2 separate regions of the Sus scrofa genome follow, and region 2 is linked to region 1. A link is a contact called in public HiChIP or PLAC-seq data. All regions are on one chromosome and are shown on one strand. Each heading gives the region's core, a stretch centred on a gene start, on an enhancer-like site or on the middle of the called end of the contact. The rest is flanking DNA. Distances are from core to core; before and after follow the strand shown.

Region 1 (4,511 bases), core at 766-3,265:
GTGTCCTCTCCGCCCCCGCCGGGCCCGGCTGCCGAGGCCCGGCTACACACCCGCGCCGCGCACAGTCGGGCCCGTACCTGCTGGATTTCCAGCTCCGTGTCGGGCTGCTGGCTGCCCAGCAGTTTCATGGGGAAGCTGGTCTGCGGCAGCAGCACCGTGTCCCGATAGCTGCCATTCCTCGAGTTCTGCAGCTGGTTACTGGCCCCGGTGACTGACCGCACCGAAAGCCTCCCCGTCGTCCCTCGCCAGCTCGGCCTACAGGACGGGCGGGGCTGCACCCACAAATTCCGGGCCGCGGCCAGGGCCGCTGCCCCCGGCCCACTCGGGCGCAGCCCCCAACGCATGGTGGGCCAACGCCAGCCGCCAGGCGAGCGCCAGGGCCTTAACTCGGCCCGGGATCTGAGGACCTGGGAGCGCGGAGCACCTGCGCGCGGTTTTGCAGGAGTGCGCACGCGCGCGGGAAGGGGAAGGGGCGGGGAAGGGGCGGGGAGCGCTGCATGGGCGGAGCCACGTCCGGGTCTTAGCGGCAACCTCCCCGGGGCGGGGCTGCCTCTGAGGGGCGGGGCTAGGTGTGGCCCGCCCTTTTGGCTCCTATTTCAGTGACCTTGTCTTTTTTCAAGAATACATTTTATTTAACCCAATAGGACCAAGATATCATCACTTAAACATGTAGTTAATATGAAATCTGTCTGAATCTTCGAAATTTGGTACGTGTTTTTAAGTACAGCACATCTCCTTTTGGACTACTTGCGAAGTGCTCAACTGCTACCGGGGGCTGATGGCTACCTCCTGGGAACACTGCTCCAGCGAATACAGCCAGCCTCCACATAACAAGCTGCTGACTGCAATAGTGCTGTTTCCCCCTGAACCCCGCACTGAGGGTACACTGAGAAATCAGAGCGGAAGGCTACTCTCTGGGGCCCCTGCATAGTTCTCCTCCCGCTTGTTGGGTCTACAGTCAGTTGTTTATCCTTAACCTTATTCATGCCAATTGTACTTGTTATGTAATTATAAGTTAATTAGAAACACAAGTGGATGGTTAAGATGAAAAGTTTTGTTATGCATATATTTTTAACATAATAGAATAAATGGTCTGATTTAACTCAGAGTTATTATGGAAATCAAATAAGATTGTAGATACAACCTTCTCAAACTAAAATTCCATGTAAGGGTAGCCATTTGTCGATGCCCCTTTCTGCTGTTTTTAATAGAAATTGTTTGTTTCGAATTACAGAAATTTGGGAGTTACATGAGAGCACAATGAAAGTTGCTCACTAACTGTTCTCTCCCCCAAAACAACTTTTTTTAGGAAAAACTAAGCTGAAGTTCAAAAGAATCCAGTTAAGGCAAGTCTCTACAAAGCAAAAACGAACTAATGTTCAATTGCGCAAAGGGTAAAGTAGTAGGGAGAACATTGTAAAAAATTGATAAAGATTCTGCTGTTAAGAGTTTTTCTAAGTGTTTAACCTACAAAATGATGCAGATGGTGCCTTATGGCTCTTCATCATCAGCAAAGATAAAGCAAAATTCCAATCTGGGGGCCCAAGCTCTAAGAAAAGGCCTAGACCTTCCCACACTGTTAGTGGGAATGTAAATTGGTGCAGCCACAGTGGAAAAAAGTGTGGAGGTTTCTCAAAAAACTAAAAATAGAACCACCACGTGATCCAGCAATTCCACTCCTGGGGATATATCCCCAAAACACAAAAATACTAATTTGAAAAGATACATGTACTTCAGTTTTCCTAACAGCATTATTTACAATTGCCAAGGTATGTAATCAACCCAAGTGTCCATCAACAGATGAATGGATAAAGAAGACGTGGTACACACACGTAAGCGCTAGCAGCACAAATCAGCGTAAAGTTTTTCTACGGGGAGCCGAGGTGGGGGTGTCCCGACCTCCTGAAGCTAGTCCACGGACTCCCAGAGTTTCGAGGTTGGGTAGCCACCCTCCCCCGCAGGGCGGTATCACTAATCCACCCAACACAAAGTGCACTGGAAGACACCTGCAAGCAGAACAGAATCTTTCAGAGTGGCTACACCTTCAGTATAGATTTCAGGTGACTGGACCCTACGGAAAGCTTGGCGAAAACACGGAGAAGCGGACGTTACCGCGGATCGGGAGTCAGACCTGGGCGTCAATTACGGCGAAGTAGCTGTTTTGCGCCTGCGCCGAACTTCCCGCATGCTCAGTAGCTGAGGTTGGCCGGTCAGCATGCACTGCTGACCTATCCAAGGAGTGTAAGCGCTGAACTGCTCGCAGTGGGGACCTGTGGCTTGATAACACTTTTTTTGGTTATTCCTGAAGTGTCTTTCGTCTGACTTGATCCCAGTCTTGTCACCGTAAGTAATTTTCTCCCCTGAGGGTCAGCGCGGGGCCTTAGGCGGATCTGAGTAGTATATTGGTCTCTTAACTCCACGTCTTTGCACAGAAGTGAAGAGATTGAAGGGGTTTATGTTTTTAAAAATTACGTGAATCAGATCGCCTCTCCGGATATTCCAATTTCGGAGCTGGATTCTTGAGTGTCGGAATCCAGCTTTTGATCGTTTATCTGTATTGTTATTTTCTTGCCCTGGGGTCTTTTTATGGCTATATATTGTTGAAATAAGGCAAACCTGGACAATGGCTTCTTTTAGTGCACCCTGATTTAGAGACCGTCTTATGCCTAAAATTAAATTTCGTTAAATTTGCATGCATTCTTCCTACTGCCTTTTCTGGCTGTAGATTTGCTTAATTTATTTAGTGTCCCTGAAAATGTAATTTCTAGGTCAAAAGATAGGTACATTTGACTTTTAATAAGATTTTTTTAAAGGAGGTTTCCCCATTTTTACATCCTTGTTAATAATGCTCAGGAAGATCTTCCCTCACACTCTAGCCAACACTGGGCAAACTTTCTTACCTAAGTCAGTCTTGAAATGAACAATCATTCCTCATTGATTTAAATTGCGTTTTTGCATTATTAGTGGAATAATGAGCATTTAATGAGTTCAGTAATAATAATGAGCATTTCATGATTTGATGGCCTTTGCTTTTATTTTCCAAGAATTGCCTATTGGTGCCATTTGCTCATTTTTCCATTGGATTATTCATCTTTTGCATGTTGATATTTGTAAGCCCCTTAGGTCACAAAAATTAGCTCATTTGTTTAGTATGTGATACTGGATTTTTTTCTCATTTTGTCAGTCATCTGTTTGCTTTGTTTATGCTATTTTAGCTATGTAGATGTTTTAATTTTTGTGCAGTCATATTTATCAATATATCCTATAATGGATTCTTGGGTTTAGTTATGTTTAAAAGTCCTTTTCCAAATTTATAAAACATTTTCACCCATGTTTTCTATCCATACTGTATGGCTTTTAAAATCGTGTATTGGGGAGTTCCCATCATGGCTCAACGGAAACGAAACTGATTAGTATCCATGAGGACACAGGATTCATCCCTGGCCTTGCTCAGTAGGTTAAGGATCCGGTGTTGCCATGAGCTGTGGTATAGGTCGCAGACATGGATCAGATCTGGCATGGCTGTGGCGTAGGCCAGTGGCTACAGCTCCGATTAGACCCCTAGCCTGGGAACCTCCATGTGCCCTGGCTACGGCCCTAAGAAGACAAAAAAACAAAATTAAATAAAATCATGTATTGATATGGAATATACATTAATATACAGAATGCAAAAAGCCAGCTATAATGGAAAAAATAAAAATCATTATAAAAAAAAGAATGCAAAAGGATTGCAGCTTTTAAAAAAGGATTATCCCCACCAGTTTTTGTGCAATTAACTTTTCTCCATTATTTAAAATATCACATTTAGTATGTTTGATCTGTCTCTGGAATGTATTTAATTCCATTCGTTTGTTTCCCAAATTCTGCCCAGGACTAAACTCTTTTAATTACTATAGCTTTACATCATATTTTGATAATTGTTAAGAGTTCTCTGCTCATTGCTCTTTTTTCAGAATTTGTTATAGTTAGATTTCAAAAAATAAATAATCTTAGTGTTTTGATTGGAAACTCATATAAGATCCTAATCCTCCTATGATCACTGCCTTTATGTTGAATTCAAGATACTTCTCCCAAAGTATGAGAATAAATGAATCATTTTGATTCCTGTTGGTTTTGTCCTAAGCTAACCTTGTTTGCAGCTGTAAAGCTTCCTTAAATGATGAGATGTTAGAGAGTTCAGTGGCTCAGTGGGTTAAGGATCCAGCATGGTCACTGCTATGGCTCAGGGTCAGTTCCTAACCCAGGATCTTCTGCATTCTTGGGTGCAGCCAAAAAAAAAAAAAGGATGTTAGGTTGATTGGCCTAATGTCCCTGCAGTTAGCCAGTGATGAGAACAGTCATCAAAATAATGGTTAGCTAATATTATTTAATGCTTCCCTTGTGCCAGAGACTAATTTCATAATGACCACAACTCTATAATAGTCTTGTTAGGTCCATTTTACCCATGTGGCACAGAGAATTTAAGTGGCTTTCCCAAGGTCACACAGCTAAGGCATGCAGGAGCCAGGAAG
Region 2 (4,511 bases), core at 685-3,184, 140 kb before region 1:
ATAATTCCTTTTGTTGGAGAAAATTTAGGCAATCTAAGCAAGACATGGAAAATTTTATTTGAGCCGAGTTTGGGAAGAGTGTCTCAGAAAGCTCTGAGAACTGTTCTGCCTGTTAGAAGTCAAGGCACAGTTATATAAGTTTTCTGAGATAGAGGGCTGGGCGTCAAATGACATATTATTGATGGCTCACACAATCCAGATCTAAGTGTCATGTCACCCCCTTATGAGATCAAGAAGATACGTTATCTTTTTTGGTGTTCGGTTTTTAGAAAAAAATTTTTTTTGAATATTTTCTTTTCTTTTTCCTTTTTTTTTTAGGGCTGCATCTGTGGAGGTTCTCAGGCTAGGGGTTCAATTGGAGCTGTAGCCGCTGGCCTACGCCAGAGCCACAGAAGTGCTGGGTCTGAGCTGTGTCTGCAACCTACACCACAGCTCATGGCAGTGCCAGATCCTTACTTAACCCACTGAGCAGGCCAGGGATCGAACCCACGTCCTCAAGGATGCTAGGCGGGTTAGATAGCACTGAGCCACAATGGGAACTCCTATTTTATTTTTTTTAAATGATTTTTATTTTTCCATTATAGTTGGTTTACAGTCTTCTGTCAATTTTCTACTGTACAGCAAAGTGATCCAGTCATATATATGTACATTCTTTTTCTCTAGAAAAAATTATTTAAATGGACTTTGCGTCTTCTCAGACACACAGATAAATTCCTTCACTAAAAAACTGAGAAAAGACACTTTTCCAAGATGGCATTGTGACTATCTAATTGAATATGTGGGAAAGTACTTTAATGAACATGGAAGTGCTTTGGAAAAGCATGGAGTTATTGTATTTACTTTATATACACATTCCATTTACTCCTCCAACAAATATTTATTGAGCACAGTGTTCCAGGTTCCTCGCTAGACACGGTGGATATAATGCGCAATTTAATGACATCACAGCCTTCAGCAGTTTACAATCAAGTCTGCTTCCTGATCCTGACAACCCTCCACCTCCGCTTCAGCGAAACAGAACGAAAAAGAAAAAACAAGGTAAAGTCCACTGTTCGGTTTTGTCTTTTTGCCTTTTCTAGGGCCGCTCCCACGGCATATGGAGGTTCCCAGGCTAGGGGCTGAATCGGAGCTGTAGCCGCTGGCCTACGCCAGAGCCACAGCAACGTGGGATATGACCGCGTTTGCGACGCCGGATCCTTAACCCACTGAGCAAGGCCAGGGATCCAACCTGAAACCTCATGGTTCCTAGTCGGATTCCTTAACCACTGCGCCACGACGGGAACTCTACTGATCTGTTCTTTCATAGTACTTTTTAACTCTCTTTTCCTCCTAGCACTATTACAACTTCAATTACATTGGTTACTAACTGTGTCAGCCACTAGAATTTTGAGGTCCACGGGAACAAACATTTTATTTCTTTTGTTCCCTGCTTTATACTCAGTGCCTTGCGTGGCTGACATTGAAAAGAGAGTAATGAATGTGTTGAATGCATGAATGAATGAATGTAAAAGCAAGTGGATGCCGAAAACCTAAATATAATTCAGCACAACACGCATTATATTAGGCGTACGTAGAACGATGAGAATTTATAGGCAGGGCATTTAAAGTAGCCTTGATGGGGCTGATGGCCAGAAGAAATATCTTTCAAACTCAGATACTTGCATGATACCGTCCTCAACTGGCCTGCCGCAGGCTTAACAGGGACTATCCGCTCAACCATCAGGATCCTGCCAATTGTGGCAGGTCCAGGAGACTGGTTAAATGACTCGAGGGCCGGCGTCCAATTAGATCATCTCTGGCTAAAAGCCACAAGAAAGAAGACGTTTCATCCCCCGGTGCAGCCGCAGGACTGGGACCAGAACCAGCCCCATCCTCCACGTCGACGCCGCCGTCGGTCACGTCACGCGGGCCGCCCGCGCATGCGCAGCGCTCGGACGGCGGCCCCGCGGGCGCTGACGGCTTCCGGCCTGGTGTCCCCGCCCCCGCGCGGCTCCTGCTTTCCCGGCTCCGCGGAGGCGGCGGCGGCGGCGGCGGTGGCCGCGGGGTGGCGGGGGCAGGGGTGGCGAGGCCAGCTGGATGCCCGATCGGGGGTCCCCGGAGCCATGGCCTGCTCCATCGTCCAGTTCTGCTACTTCCAGGACCTCCAGGCCGCCCGGGACTTCCTCTTCCCTCATCTGCGGGAGGAGACCCCCAGCGGCGCCTTGAAGAGGGACCCCAGTAAGTGCCCCCGCCGCCCCCGCACGCCCTGATCGCGGGGTCCAGTCTCCCCCCAACTGCGCGACTCCGGCCCCCGGCTCCTAGCTCCCCTCGCGGATCCCCTGCCCTCCTCGCCCTGGGGCCGCGTCCGCGCTGCCTGCGTCGGCGCCGTCGGCCTCGCGCCGGAACCGCCCCGCCCTCTGGCCGGACCCTGCGTCTCGCCTCCTCTGGTCCCGGCCGAGCGCTCTCCCCACCCCCGCTCTCCCGCGTGTCTCCTCCGCCTCGCGTGGCTCCAGCCCCGGCGCCCAGCTCCGAGGTCGCGTCTTCCTCCCGGTTCCTCGCCAGCTGTCAGCGCTCTGGCCTGGCTTTGCCTCACCCTCCGCGCTCGTCCTTGCCTGGGACCGTGGCCTTCCGCTGCCGCCCTTTCCCAAAGTGTTTACCATCGCCCGCACTCTGCCTTCTTCCGTCAGCTTTCCTCCGGTTCAGATTTAGAGAACGAGTGATTGACAGGTGAGGGACTCCTAAGGTGATGCGTAGGCGTCTCCTACGTAAGGACACGGACCTGTCAGGAGGTGGGAACCCACATCGGGCCTGAAATTACAGTAGCGTGGCCATGAGACGTTAATAATTTGCTTTCTTGAGATGAGAAGCTTTCCAACCTGTTATTATCATCAAACAGTGCGACTTGCCCACGTAGTATAAAAGCGCAAGTCTGGTTTATTAGCGGCTGCGTGGTTCTAAAGAACTTCGTACATTTCTGCTGTTGAAAAGGGTGTGTGTTTTCTGTTTGATTTCTTTGTATTTCCATTCACGTGGCTTTGTAGTAAAAGCCATTTGTCCGAAGCACATTTGGCTTTGTAGTAGAGTGCTGTTACTTTGTGCTCTACTGGAAGGGTGATAAAAGTTCCACTACATAAGCTCCTTTCCTTTTTTAAATTTAGAAGGCATCAAATCAGACCTGTTTAGGAGTATTTCCTGTGTGCCAGTCAGCAGTGCTGCAAATCAAATAAGGTTGATAGACTCTGTTGTCTCGGCCCTTATGGTTGACGGAGACAAGTGCGTGAGCTTGTACAGTACAGTGTGATTGAGATGCACAGATGGCACTAGGGATACTTTAAGTGGTGGTACTTAAGCCTCCCTAGAAGCCATTGAAGTAGGAATTAGATGAACAGGGAGAAGCAGCGGCGTTTGCTGAGCAAAGGAAGGAAGGCCTGAAATGGCATGATATTTAGAGAGCTCAGGCAGGCGGAATGACTGAGAAAGAGGATGCCAGGAAAAGAGAGGGGAGGGAAGATGAGCTGTAAAGGTAGCAAGGAGCTTGATCATGGGAAGCCTTGCAGGAGTGGGATGCTTCCGAAAGACGTTGAGCAGGTCAGATTTGTGCTTAATCAGCACAGTTGAATCACCCTGTCAAGTGCTTTGGCAGCTGTGTGGAGGAGAGATAAGAAACAGGGAAATTGGTTGGGAGGTGATTCCAATAATCCATGTAAAAGTCAGGTGGGCGGGCGTAAACTAAAATAGCTTCAGCGGAGCTTGAGAGCAGGAGCCAGCTTAGAGAGATGCTGGGAGGGAGAATCTGCAGGACCTACCAGAGATCTGGGGCTGGTGAGTGAGAGCACTTGAGGATGCCTTTGGCTTGGGCAAGGGTTGAGAATGAAGGAGGTAGGTTTTGGATGTTTTGCATCTTAAACGTCTGCAGTTTGTGCAATTGTGAATGTATGCAGTGAGTCCAATTAAAAAGATCCAAAACTTAATAATGATTCCGGGGAAAGAGGTGTTCATTTGGGAGTTACCAGCAAAATAGTATCGGTCAGCCTCAAGGGTTATGTATGCAACCCTTGAAATGAATTTGGGACCCAACATGTGGCCTTAGAGGAGCATCGAAGTTGAAGCGTCAAAGAGTGGTTGATGGAAGAGGACTGAGGAAGAGCAACAGAAAGAAAGGAAAAGCAGGTGAGAGTAATGCCCCAGGAGTGAGAGCAAATTGGATGCGGGGAATGGCAGCACTTGCAAATGCAGCAGAAGATGGAAACAGGCTCCTTGGTTTGGGGAAGGTGGAGGCGACTGGGACGGGAGGGCTGTCCTGGCGTCAGGGAAGGTGTGGAGGCAGAGGGCGCATTTACAGGATATGCGGACTGAAAAAATGCCCATTTCAAGGAGGCAGGTTGTGAAGGATCGTGGACATAGGGCTGTAGGCAGGAGGTGTAGAGAAAAGAACACATTTTCTCTAGCCCACGGCCCCTCCCCTGGTCCAGCCACCGTCCTCTCTCACCTGGGCCGTGGCACCCTGCTCATATTACAAATCATCCTGCTTC

Evidence for each region. HiChIP or PLAC-seq counts read pairs in DNA pulled down with a chosen protein or histone mark.
Region 2: an H3K27ac HiChIP or PLAC-seq map of alveolar macrophages shows a contact between it and region 1. The contact joins the promoter of RAB3GAP2 here to the promoter of BPNT1 in region 1. A contact is called at or near these places in 2 of 47 Hi-C or Micro-C datasets (heart right ventricle and skeletal muscle) and 1 of 2 datasets of contacts at active chromatin or transcription factors (alveolar macrophages).

What each region holds. Positions count from the first base shown.
Region 1 is chr10:9,681,619-9,686,129 of Sscrofa11.1, reverse strand. It overlaps BPNT1 (3'(2'),5'-bisphosphate nucleotidase 1), which reads left to right and starts at 2,015. Exons shown (of 10, transcript XM_021064317.1): 1 at 2,015-2,343. IARS2 (isoleucine--tRNA ligase, mitochondrial) reads right to left here and starts at 489. Exons shown (of 23, transcript XM_005656783.3): 1 at 78-489. The coding sequence starts at 344.
Region 2 is chr10:9,825,753-9,830,263 of Sscrofa11.1, reverse strand. It overlaps RAB3GAP2 (rab3 GTPase-activating protein non-catalytic subunit), which reads left to right and starts at 1,934. Exons shown (of 35, transcript XR_002336185.1): 1 at 1,934-2,217.